Linked DNA regions of Mus musculus: region 2 is linked to region 1. The links are chromatin contacts, called in public HiChIP or PLAC-seq maps. All regions are on one chromosome and are shown on one strand. The core of a region is the stretch at or near the end of the contact, and the rest is flanking DNA. Distances in the headings are between cores, read along the strand shown.

What was found. HiChIP or PLAC-seq counts read pairs in DNA pulled down with a chosen protein or histone mark.
Region 2: a contact with region 1 is called in an H3K27ac HiChIP or PLAC-seq map of double positive thymocytes, with 3 times the contacts expected there. The contact joins the promoter of Spsb3 here to the promoter of Wdr90 in region 1. A contact is called at or near these places in 2 of 39 promoter capture datasets (cranial neural crest and embryonic stem cells), 1 of 484 Hi-C or Micro-C datasets (embryonic stem cells), 6 of 115 datasets of contacts at active chromatin or transcription factors (astrocytes, craniofacial prominence, double positive thymocytes and 3 more) and 2 of 9 other capture datasets (adipose tissue and liver).

The regions. Positions count from the first base shown.
Region 1 is chr17:25,858,836-25,865,376 of GRCm38.p6, reverse strand. Wdr90 (WD repeat domain 90) reads left to right here and starts at 3,862. Exons shown (of 41, transcript NM_001163766.1): 1 at 3,862-4,192; 2 at 4,294-4,470; 3 at 4,560-4,722; 4 at 4,835-5,005; 5 at 5,244-5,358; 6 at 5,452-5,519; 7 at 5,885-5,988; 8 at 6,059-6,277. The coding sequence starts at 3,917. It overlaps Mcrip2 (MAPK regulated corepressor interacting protein 2), which reads left to right. Exons shown (of 5, transcript NM_026633.3): 3 at 656-783; 4 at 1,025-1,126; 5 at 1,338-1,679. The coding sequence ends at 1,408.
Region 2 is chr17:24,882,323-24,888,275 of GRCm38.p6, reverse strand. It overlaps Spsb3 (splA/ryanodine receptor domain and SOCS box containing 3), which reads right to left and starts at 1,602. Exons shown (of 7, transcript NM_001163751.1): 1 at 1,516-1,602; 2 at 359-496. The coding sequence starts at 1,596. It overlaps Nubp2 (nucleotide binding protein 2), which reads left to right and starts at 1,926. Exons shown (of 7, transcript NM_011956.3): 1 at 1,926-1,997; 2 at 2,439-2,557; 3 at 2,659-2,857; 4 at 3,721-3,875; 5 at 4,041-4,151; 6 at 4,401-4,470; 7 at 4,962-5,665. The coding sequence starts at 1,970. The coding sequence ends at 5,107.

The sequences.
Region 1 (6,541 bases), core at 2,613-5,112:
CCCCTTGATATAGAGTACAGCACAGGGTTATGGGGTGGGGGAGCATCTCATTCAATTTGCCCCTTTTCTCTTGCCTTGAGGAGTGGGTCAGGCTTAAGGTCATGTTTTTCCCAAAGAGACAGCCCAGCATTTTGTGTTCCTCTCCCAGGGGTCTGGGGGCAGCCGGGGACAGGGACGAGTAAACGCCGATCCATCCTTGTTTGGTCTGTGTTCAACAGTGGGGGGTGTCATTGAGGACATCTCTAGAAGAAGGGGACTATGCTTGATGGGTGGAGATGGCAAAAGGTTCTGATCATGTTGAGGTCTGACCCAGACTGCTGGAAGCCTGCCTGGTGGGGATTGGGAGTGCAGAGGAGTGGTCTCTGGGACCCCTGCTGAAGGTCTGGATACAGAGCTGGACTCTTTCTGACTTGCAATCACTCACCTTCCCTGGGCCCAGAGCTACAGAGCTGAGCTGCAGTCAGCTCAGGGTCTGAAAGCAGAGAGGCCTTGTTTCGAAGCAGCTAAGGGCAGCTGCTCTGGTTAAGGAAGGGTCTAGTTTGGGCCTGGGCCTATGCAGGTGCAGTGGGTATGTACCAGGGCCGCTCTTGAACCCTGCAAGGTAGCTCCTGGACATGGCTGGTGCCAACTGTATCTCTCTCCTACCCTCCCACAGTTCTGGGCCAAGACTTGTATTCAATCGAGTAAACGGCCGGCGACCCCTCACCACCTCCCCATCCCTCGAGGGGACCCAAGAGACCTACACAGTGGCCCACGAGGAGAACGTCCGATTTGTGTCCGAAGGTAGTAAGGGACCAGGGGGTGTGGCTCAGGCCACAGAATTCCAGTACTGTGGCCATGGCTTGGCCTTGTCCTTCCCCACAATACCCTGACTCCTAGCAGGTCACGGGCTAGACTTTTCCTTGGCTCTCTGCCTGGTCATGTCCATTCCTTGAGCTGGGCTGGAGTGCAAGGTGGCCCCCAGGTGCTGGGGTGGGAGGGACACCAGGGGCCCGGTTCATTCTAACTGTTCCTTCCCCCACAGCCTGGCAGCAGGTAGAGCGACAACTGGATGGCGGCCCTGCCGATGAGAGTGGCCCACGGCCTGTGCAGTATGTGGAGAGCACTCCTGATCCCCGGCTACAGAGTGAGCCTTCTCCTATGCCTCAAATCCCTAAAGAACCCTCTATACCAGGTAGCCTCAGGTAGTTGGGGAAGGAGGTGCTGGGTCAGAGTCTCCTGTTTTCCATTAATTGCTGTGCTTAGAGTCCAGATTAGGGGGTGTGATCAGCTAGAGGGCAGAGGTACCAGCCAGCTTGAAAAGCAGCATCACTGCCTGACATTTATTCTACCCACAGACTTTGTACCTATTGACCTCGATGAGTGGTGGGCACAGCAGTTTCTGGCTAAAATCACCAACTGTTCCTAGCAGCTGTCCGGGAAGGAATGTTGCCATAGTGGACCCTTTGCCAGAAGAGGACCATGGTGCGCCGATCCACCTTGTGGCCTGGCTGGGTACCGGCCACACCTGAAGTGCCAACATTTGGACTTTTGCACCTGTTGTTCCCTTGGCTTGGCTGTCCCAAGCTGCCAGAGCCAGGGGCCAAACCTGTCTAACCTCAGTCCTGCTCACTGTGCCCAGGGACCAGCCCCTGGGGCTGGCAGGGAGGAGTTCAGGCTAATAAAGTTGAGAAACTGCCCTTTCGGGTGTTGGTGATTGGTGAATGGTGGGGGATGTGTGTTGGGGCCACGAGTCTACTAGTTCTCAGTCTCAGCTTCTAGCCTCCCCTAACACTTTGTGATACTCGGAATTGAACTGAGGGTCTCACACAGGCTAGGTATCTGTTCTACTGACCTACTGACCTATATCCTCTGCCTTCTGTTTACTACTACTTCTTCCTCTTCTTCTTTGTTTTTTTTGTTTTGTTTTTTGTTTTTTTGGTTTTTTTTGTTTTGTTTTTTTGTTTTGTTTTTTTGGTTTGGTTTTCAAGACAGGGTTTCTCTGTATAGCCCTGGCTGTCCTGGAACTCACTTTGTAGACCAGGCTGTCCTCGAACTCAGAAATTCGCCTGCCTCTGCCTCCCGAGTGCTGGGATTAAAGGCATGTGCCACCATGCCCGGCCCTCTTCTTCTTTTGAAACAGCATCTCAGTGTGTAATCCTGGTTTACCTGCAGTTTGCTATGTAGATTAGTCTAGCCTTGAGTCCACAGAGACCTGCCTTCCTCTGCTTCCTAAGTGCTGGAATAAAGACATGTGCCACTAGCCTGGAACTTTTGATCCTCCTGCCTCCCCAGTAGCTGGGATTATAGACTGGCTTGCAGTATCCCCCTCCTAGTCACAACCTCTTTACTCTTGGACTAGAAGAAGTTAAGCTTTGTCCAGCTCTGTTTTTTTTTTTGTTTTTGTTTTTTTTTTTTGTTTTTTTTTTTGAGACAGGTGGCTGGCTGGCCTGGAACTCACAGAGTGTTGGGATTAAAGACATGCCCCACCATGCTGCGATAACTAGGGTGATGAGGTCCTTGACCAGCTCATTTTGGAAATATGTAGTTTCAAGCTGTCTCATCTGAATCCACTACCTCTTTTTCTTGACAATGGCCAAAGTCAGACCCAAGACCCAGGTGATACTGGAGTGAGATATAGGAAAGAGTTTGTTTTCTCTGCCGATTAAAGAATTAAAAGGAAGAAATCTTGGTGATACTGGAGAAATCAAGGTCCCCTCTTGGGGTTCTTAAGTTTCATTAATATATGGATTTTAAACGGCCAGGCAGGAGGATCTCTGAGTTCAAGGCCAGCCTGCTCCCACATAGTGAGTTCTGGGACAGCCAGGACTACACAGAGATATTCTGTCTCAAAAAGACAGACAGAAAGAGACAAGAAAGAGAATGGCCACAAACAAGCTCAAGGACAAAACCAGACTGAAATAGAAGTTTGGGAATTTATTAGCCTTTAAAGGGAAAACCCCAAGGCAGGCAGCTATAAATGTTCTAAACTGCTGTGGGGGAAGGAAGAAGAAAAGCTTTGCTCTTAGAGATAAGGTCAGCTACCTTGCAGAAGGGCCTCTGAAGGGAATGGCTGGCCCAGGCCTTTAATCCCTGAACTACAGAGGCTGGAGCTGTGAGTTCAAAGTTATCCTGATCTACATAGCAAGTTCTAGGACAGCCAGGATTACATAGATTCCGTCTAAAAGGGAAAAAAAAAAGTTGAGCAAGGAACCCAGTGCATTAGTTAACAGGATTAATCCTTAGGAGAAGACAGAGCATGTCTGGGAGGCAAAGTCCATTCTCCACCAGGACTTAGCTGGAATAGAATCCTAGCCCTCGACTGCAGGACCTTCTCTCTCAAGCTGGAGGTCTGCTGTAGTATACTGGGAAAATGCCTCAAGGGTCTTTGGGTATATGTTGAACCTGTGGTGATGTGGTTATCTGAAAGCTGCACCCCAGTGGGCACAGGGACCTTACTCTCCTGAAGCAGGGAGACCCAGAGTACCCTGGATGCTGATCAGATACCTCCACACAGTTAGAAAGCAGAGATGAGGCCCAGCCTGGGTGGACCGTGGATGTGGACAGGTCTCAGCATGACCTTTCTGGCTCACATACAGAAAAAAAGGTTCAGCTCTCAAAACAAAACCGGAGGCCTCTGAGAGAGTCAGCGACCACGGCTACTTAGCACAGTTCCCTGCACAGTGCTGAGGCCCCGGCTGGGCGAGGCCGCAAAGCCCCAAGCAGGAGGCAACAGCGGTGGAAGTGGGCAGGGCGAGCCCACGCAAGACCTAGGGGCCTGCTAGGTGCCCAGGACCACGCAGCAGCGGGATATTTGTGCGTTGCTGCAGCGGCGACGGAAGTGACGCGCGTTGCCAGGAGGCTGTTGCTAGGCGCCGTGCTATGTGTTTTGCGTAAGACAGCGTCAGCTGAGGCGGGAAGCGCGAGCTGTAGCGCCATGGCCGGAGGTAGCGGCGCGCGCGAGACGCGCTGTCGTCAGGGCTCGCGTCCCGGGAGTCCCGGGTCCGAGGTCCCCGCCGCGTCAGTGACTGGACCTCGTGCAGAAGCCCGTCCCGCGGGCGGAGGTGGAGGGTCGCGGCGCGCTGCCCCAGATCGGTGCTCAGGCGGCGTCCCTTCTGCAGCCTGGCAGCACCCTTTCCTCAATGTATTCAGACATTTCAGGGTGGATGAGTGGAAACGGTCCAGCAAAGAGGGAGATGTGGCTGTGGTGACGGTACTGGCCGCGGGGTCCTTCCTGCTCCTGAGAAATCTCCCAGTGGGCACTGTGACTGTCCTCCAGTTTTGCGCCTGTTTGCAGCACCTCTCTCTTTCTAGGACAAGGTCCTGAAGAGCGCTGTGTATCGCATCCGTGGGTCTGTATCTGCCAGCAACTACATCCAGCTCCCCAGAACTAGCACCCAGTCTCTGGGGCTGACTGGGCGGTACCTGTATGTGCTTTTCCGGCCTGTGCCTACCAAGCACTTTGTCATCCACCTGGACGTGTCCACCGAGGTGCCCAGCTTGGAAGGAGGGCTGGGTGTCTATTGCTGCTTTCCCACCGTGCCATAATCTCCTTCTAATGGCCTCGCTCTGCCTCATAGGACGGCCAGGTCATCCGTGTGTCTTTCTCCAACCTCTTTAAGGAGTTCAAGTCCTCCACAACGTGGCTTCAGTTCCCCTTTGTCTTCGAGACTAAGACACCCAGGAGAGGTGGTGACATTTGGTCCAAGAGGGACGGCTTGAATGAAGGCCTAAAACGGGATGGTACAGGCCCAACTGGGCATGTGCTTCTGTGTGGCCCTGAGGATAGCTAGGGGATGGGGCTGAGAGGGGTTGCAACAAAATGGTAGGTGCTGACCTCGCACGTGTCCTGCAGACCTGGCAGGTGTAGCTCTTCCTCGTGCCCGCTGGACCTGCCTACAGCTGGACCTGCGTGACATCCTGATGTTCTACCTGGGCAGGCACTATAGTCATCTCAAGAGCATCAGGCTGTGTGCCAGCCTGCTAGTCAGAAACCTCTACACCAGTGATCTGTGCTTTGACCCTGGTGAGGCCCACACTTCATGCCCCATCCCAGTCAGAAGGCTAGAACCCTCCCGCTAGCTGGCAGATAAGAACCACTTACCAATTTCAGAGGAGAGCCATGCACCAGGGCTCCCAGCTCCAGGAAGAGCATTGGGGTGGGTTGGTTGGTGGAGTGGCAGATACTTGGTAATGCATGTTGCCTGGGGTGGGAAGGGATAGGACAAATGTCCCTTGATCTAGAACAGTCCTGCTCATTGTAGCTGTCACTGTCACTGAGGCCCGGCGTGCAAAGTTGTCTGTTAACCCTATGCCTCGAGAAATGGCTTTCCCGGTGCCAAAAGGGGAGAGCTGGCATGACAATTACATCCACGTTCGGTGAGGAGCTCTGGACCTCAGGTGGTGAGGGGTCAGGTGGCCTTTAGTCCCCAGATATTGATTTTGCTTCTACCTGTGTTTGCCCCCCACAAGGTTTCCAAGTGACTGTTCCAAGGTGCCTGATGAGCAGGATGAGAAGAGCTGTTCCCCCCCAGAAGCAGGTGGGCTGTGGTTCGACAGGGTGCACAGGGCTTGGTGGGAACAGTTTTGGGGCATCCTGAATGAGGATCAGTAGCATGGAGACTACACATGGTATGTGCCTGGGGCAGCCTGGAAATAGGCCCAGAGAAGGGCGGAGCTGGTGGCCCTCTGAGGTCCTAGAATCGTAAGGTCCATGCAAGTGGCATCTGGTCTCCAAGCTTTCGTGTTGGAGAGACTCTGCCAGAGTTTAGGATAGAATGGTGGCAGCGTTTATGGAATAGCATCTGTAGAATGGTGAGGGGAACCTCCTGTTCCTCCCTGCACCTTGGCTGACATCCTCATGGGTCCTCTTGCTGCTCCTCCCTGGCTCTTTGCTCCATTGTAGTCTTCCTAGGTCGTATGTCACGGCACCTGCCTCATCCAGGGGTCTTGGGCAAACCTTTGCTGAGCAGTAAGTCCCCTGTGGCCCAGGCATGTAGCTCTGCATTGGTGAGTGCGCTTGGGAAAGGGCTGGGGACCGGTGCCCCTAAGGGTGCTGATGGCACATGTTCCATTACAGCCATGCCAGGTCCTTTCAGCATCTAGTCGCCTTCCAGAGGTCAGCCGGACCTACAGGTATCGAGAAGTCTCCAGTGTAAGTGCCTCCAGCATCCAGAGCCAACGTCCTTCAGTTCGCGATGAGGTTCCCGATGCACACACGGTGTCCGGCGAGAGACACGTTCTTGCTGACAGATCATCTGGCGTGCCCATGGCCCTTGAGGACATTGGTTCCTGTAGGGTGAGTGCCCATCTGAAGGCATTGGGCATTAGTGAGATAACAGGCTGGCTAACCTGAGCCTCCTGAGATGCATCCAGAGTGGATGGGCCTCTAGAGATGGGTTTGTTCCTGTTGCCAATTCTGTCAAAGGACAGGACCTGGGGTTTCTAAAGACTTTACCACTGCAGCCAGAAGACTGCTTCTAGCAGGAGTTCTTTGTACCTCCCCACCTTTTATTTGAGAGGCAGCACAAGTGGGGCATTCGCAGGGGATAGAGTGACTTCC
Region 2 (5,953 bases), core at 353-2,852, 970 kb after region 1:
ATCCAGGGTGATCCAAATGGCTCAGCATATGTATGTGTGCTACTGCACGTCACGGACAACCTAAGCTTGCTCCCCAGATACCAAATAAAGGTGTAAGATAGAACACACATACAAGGCTCCTGACCCATTCACTGTGGCACACAATAATAAAATTGGCAGGCCTGGTGAACAAGCATTGTACAGTAACCAGCACTATCCAGAACTTTCGATCCCTGTCTCTTGTCTTGAGGCCTGACATACCTCAGGCTTTACCAGACCAAAAAGCACCACATACCAGGACACAGCTCAGCTGCCTGGCTCAGTGTCTTTTTCACCCAACATAGACACTGGTTATCCCCACCTTGCCACTTCGACCTACCTGCCCATCAGAGTCATAGCCCCAGTTAGAGCTGCCTGCCAGAGCCACAGCCCGGGCATCTGTATCTCGGCGGGCTGCGCTCAGGACGAAATGCCATGCCCTGCTACTCCGTGTACGCCGGGCCATAGTGGAGAGAACCTGGAAAAAAATAACTGTAACTTTAAAGACATGTAATGTATCAATGTCCAAACAAGGCCCAAATCTACACCCCACAACTCTGCCCCCTGCCACTTCTACCTGGCAGCCTAAGCCATGGATCCACCAAAGGCTGGGGACTCCAAGCCCTCAACACTGAGCTCTGAGCTCCAGAAACTCCCACAAGCTCGTACCTGGCTCGAGTATCTGAGCACCTCAATCAAGCCCAGGGCGATGGTGTGAAACACAACCCAGACACCCATGACTTTGGATGTGTCCCAGCCCATCTCTGCATTCTGTTCAGGAGCTGTTGCCCCTCAGGCATTTGACACTTAACTTGCTCCTCCTCCGCGGTCCACTTTGGCAAATGGCATCCACAGCATCCAGTTCCTCATGCCAGAAACACCGCTGTCATCCACTCCTGACACCCCTCCTTGCCATTGGAGACCCCCACCGCTTCCTGCACCACACAACTCCCTCTCACCCATCCGGCTCTGCACACTACAAACTCAGTCTTTGATACAACCTTAAACTCACTGGCTTGACATCGTTCTTGGGACAAAATGAAAGGCTTTGAGAGGTCCGGATCTCCTCTCCCGAGTGGACTGTCTTTGTCTAATAGTCGACTCTGTCCTAGCTGCCTCCTGTCCCCCTGTAGACCCACTGTACTACCCTACCTCGCCCCGGCCATCCACAAAGAAGCCGGGCGGGGCCGCGCACAGCACTCCACAGCAGTTGGGTTGGCTGAGCGCCGTATAAGAACACACAGTAGGAACCCAATGAATGAACCAGAGATGTCCCTGGACGTAGCCACGCTCGGCCTCCGCGGGGCTGAAGGTTGCTTCCCTCGCCAAAGGCTCGCGGATCTCGCCACAGCGATGCCGTCCCTGACGCCTGACTCCGAGGCCCCCGCCCAGACTCCCGAGCGCCACCGCCAGGGAACAACGGGTGGCCGGCTTGACCGCCTGCAAGGTCAACCCGCCGGCCGCCGGGCCTGACCGGGCTGGGCCGGCGCGGCTCACCTGCGGCCAAAAAGCTCCCCCGGCGCTGACCCACTTTCCGTTCCGGCCGCGACGCAAACAATCCCCGCCCCCGCCCTGCATTGGCCCGGCAGCCGAAGGCGGGCTCTATGGCAGCTTCGCGCGGGGGCGGGTCTCGCGAGACAGGACTGCTGTCAAGAGGCTTGCACAAACTGTCAATCCTGAACCAAAGTTTCTATTGGCCCTCGCTAGAGCGGTCAAAAAAAAAAAAAACTTTCGCATGACCATTGGACAAATATAAGGAAGTGTGTCCGTGCCCGTGGCGTCATCATCAGTTGCCAGGATCGGGACCTCCTTGGGTGATCTGATTGGCTGGACGGTGAATGACTAACCTCTCAAAATGAGTAAGGGGCGGGCTCTTGTCACCATTGGTTCAAAGGCTGCGAAAGTTTGGAGAGGAAGCGGAAGAGAGCCGCGAAAAGCAACTAGTAGCGGAATGGAGGCTGCTGCCGGTGAGCGTGCAGGTCGGTCAAACGCGAGGGGTTGGGAAAGTCTGAAGGCGAACCGCGTGCAGGCCCACGCCAAAGCATCCCATGTCCCCTTGTTTACTGAGCTAGCCGAGTGTCGCGATGCACACATCGGCGGTTATATCTGCTCTAAGACCTCAGCCTCACGCCTTTCCGAGAATTGGGGGCCCTGCTTCCCTAGAACTGGAAGTCTCTAGTGTGGAGTCTGCGTTTGTGCGCGGGTGTCGCTTAGCTGTGATCATCTACTCTGTTAGTTTCCTCTGTGTCTGTTAAAATTAGCTGGCAGTTTGAAGTGAGCGTTCACGTGTGCACGTGCCTTCAGTTGCTCCACTTCAGACAGAAGTGAGGCTGAGACAGGTCTGGGGCTTCTAGAAGACCTACCCGCGTGCCTTTGTCTTTGTCGCTCTCTCAGACACCCCAACTCCTGTTTCTCACCAGAACCCGGGAACCTGGCCGGGGTGCGACACATCATCCTTGTTCTTTCTGGAAAGGGTGGCGTTGGGAAAAGCACCATCTCCACGGAGTTGGCCCTGGCTCTGCGCCACCAGGGCAAGAAGGTGAGGCCTGGACCAGGGTTGACACCTGTTTCATTGTTGTCCCTAGCTCCCAACAGGCTTGGCAGACTTCTTTCCACCCCTCAGCATCCTCCTCCTTGCAGGTGGGAATCCTAGATGTGGACCTGTGCGGTCCCAGCATACCACACATGCTCCGTGCACAAGGCAAGGCCGTGCACCAGTGTGACAATGGCTGGGTGCCTGTCTTTGTGGATCAGGAGCAGAGCATCTCCCTTATGTCTGTGGGGTTCCTGCTGGAAAACCCTGATGAGGCCGTGGTGTGGAGAGGTCCCAAGAAACATGGTAAGAACTTAGTGAGAAGCAGTGCTTCCTCCCTTCCTCCAACTCCTCAGTGCCTCTTTACTGAGGCCGCTTTCCCCCATCTCGTGCCTACTGCCATTGGATAAAGCCAGAAGCTGGCCCTGGCCTGTATTGGAGTCTCTTTCCCATTGGAACGCTTCTACTGCGCATAGATGTCCACCCTTCAGGGTATATATACCTCTGGGTTTCTCCCAGCCTCTGGATGGAGAATATGACATGAGACCAAGATCAAGGGAGAAGCTGTGCTCTGCATTTGTTGTGAAGCCATCAGGCACTCCTTAGATAGGAAGGGATCTCCCTTCTGAGAACCCTCCCTACGGGCCCTCACTCAAGCCAAGGGTCTAAGGCCGCACAGTGTGCAGTGGATCCCAGTGCTGAGCTTTAAGCGGGTAACATTGAACCATCCTAGCTGCCATGAGAGACTGCCTGGGAAGAATAACACACTTAGATTTAATGGCTAGCTGTCCTGGATGTGCTGTCAAGGTGCTCGAGCCAGGGCATTTTCTCTGGGCTTGAGGGCACAGATGCCCTTAGAGTCTAGGTTGCATCCTCACCTGGGGCCTCAATGGGAGTTGGCTACACCCCGCCACGTGGAGTGTGCAGACAGTTGAGTGCTAGCAGGTGGTAAGGCTGCTGGAAAGCAAGGCGAGCTTGTGGGACCCCAGAAGCTCTGCCATGTTATCTCGAAGATCAGCGGGCCCTGGCTGCCGTGTGTGGCACATGTCCCCAGGGTTCCCTGGGAGCTGCCCAGAAGCAACTGATGGAGATCCTGGGCTGGACAAGATGGGCCTTTCCTTTCCTAACCCTTTCTCAGGGATTACTGCTGGGCTTTGGGGTCTTTGCAGCACTGATAAAGCAGTTTGTGTCTGACGTGGCCTGGGGGCAGCTGGATTATCTGGTTGTGGACACACCTCCAGGGACCTCTGATGAGCACATGGCCACTATGGAAGCCCTGCGCCCCTACAGGCCCCTTGGGGCTCTTGTAGTCACCACACCACAGGTACTACTGGCAACTCTTCCAACCCTACCTGGGCATGGGTGTCTGTGTCTGTCTGTGTATCTGTCTATCCACCCTGGTTGAGCTTGGAATGGACTGTAGTGGGCCATGTTCTCTGCTTGATTCTTGCCTCATCTGTGGCTGACTGGCCCCTCCTCTGATCCACAGGCGGTGTCTATTGGGGATGTGAGGCGGGAGCTGACCTTCTGTAAGAAGACTGGGCTGCAGGTGATAGGGGTCATAGAGAACATGAGCGGCTTCACCTGCCCACACTGCGCTGTGAGTCTTAGAAGATGGGTGGGCATCTTTCAAGGTCTGAGGGAGGACAAGACAGGTCAGGTAGTCAGGGACTTTGAGAAAGTAGGTCTCTTGTCCACAGGTCCCAGTGTCAGGTAAGTAACTTTGTGGATAGAGAAGACATTCTTACTGGGCGTTCTTCCTGGACCACTTGTGGGTCTTACCCTAGCTACGGGTCTCATCATGGTGAGTGGGTCTGCGAGCTGGACCCTCACAGCCCTTGTCTCCTAGGAGTGCACCAATGTCTTCTCCAGCGGCAGTGGGGAGGAGCTGGCCCGGCTGGCTGGAGTTCCCTTTTTAGGTGAGTGTCAGGAGCAGGCCATCTGGGGCCCCAACTTCCACCTACGGGGCTTCTCCATGAGTCTGACTGGTGTGGTGGGCCTCCCTTCTATATAAGAGCCCAATCTGAGGTTTCTCTGGGCTGCCCAACACCCAGCTACATTTCTGGGAGTGTGTGTGTGTGTGTGTCAAGAATACCAGGCTCCTACCACTTGTACCACATTGTTCCCTATGGGAGGTCATGGAGAGCCAAGCTTGAGTTTCTGACAAATGAGTGGTCAGCTGACACTCCTTACCTGCTTCAGGCTCTTGCTAGGCCTCCTCTTGTTTGTGCATTAAGGAAGGGGTTGTGGGTGTGCGCATGCACAGTGTCCATGGGGAGATGAGATTGTGAGGTCTGCTATCTCCTGCCATGTAGGTCCTGGATATGAAACCTGGCTTATCACACTTGGCCGAAGCACCTTTACCCAGTGAGCCATTTTGTCAGCCTTTTCCTGGCCTTTGTCATTGCAGGCTCTGTCCCCCTGGATTCCCAACTTACCAGGAGCTTGGAGGAAGGGCGTGACTTCATCCAGGAATTTCCCAAAAGCACTGCATATTCCGCACTCACGTCCATAGCCCAGAGAGTTGTGCACAGGATGTCTGCCCTGTGCTCCTGACCGCCTGGCAGCCTTCTGGTGCTGCATGCCTGTAGGACCTTTGGGAGCAGAGGCCCTCAGGACTGTTTTGGGACCTGTAGTTGTTGGCCTGGGCAATGGCTGGACTATGCGATTACATCCATGCAGAGATCTGCAGGCCCCCATGTCCTTGGCTGACACTAGCTTCACCAAACTAGTCTATAGCTGAGGGGATAGCCTGCGTCCTGATTCCTTGAGATAATAGCAGCCTTAACCTTTAGCCTATAGGCTTTCGTCCAGCCCTAGTCACTTCTGCCCCAGGTCAACAGGCTGCTCTCATAGCCACACCACACAGGAGCTGGCCAGTGCTTTCTCATCGAGACTGACCCACACATGCTGTGTTGTGTGCCTTTTGTGACACTGTGGTTTACCGGCACATCTGGTAACTTTACAGAACTCTGCTATTAAACATACCGCCCCGTCTTAGGAAGGACCCAGCATCCAAGCCCTTTGTCCTCAGCGAGGTGACTCTTGATTCCCCTACATTTCATGTCTGGAACAAGCAGTATTAGTAAAGATTATAAAGGGCCTGAAGATGTGGTCAAGGTGTCTGTCTTGTTTGGGGGAATGGGGTTGGCACATTGTGTTTTTGGAAACCTGTGGATCTGCTAGCAAATGGCTGAGACCGTTGGAAGCAGAAGGCTGAGTGTTCAAGTGTGAGCTGAGGCACAGAGGCCCTACTTCCCTCCTTCCTAGAGAGGTCAAGGGGGAGAGATGATTCCTGGGCAAAGCTGAAGTCTTCAAGGGATATGGGGTCCAGGGGAATGTGCAAGGGGGTGATTCCTGTAGTCAGATGGCAGTCTTCAACTCCCAGCTGCCCCCATCCCC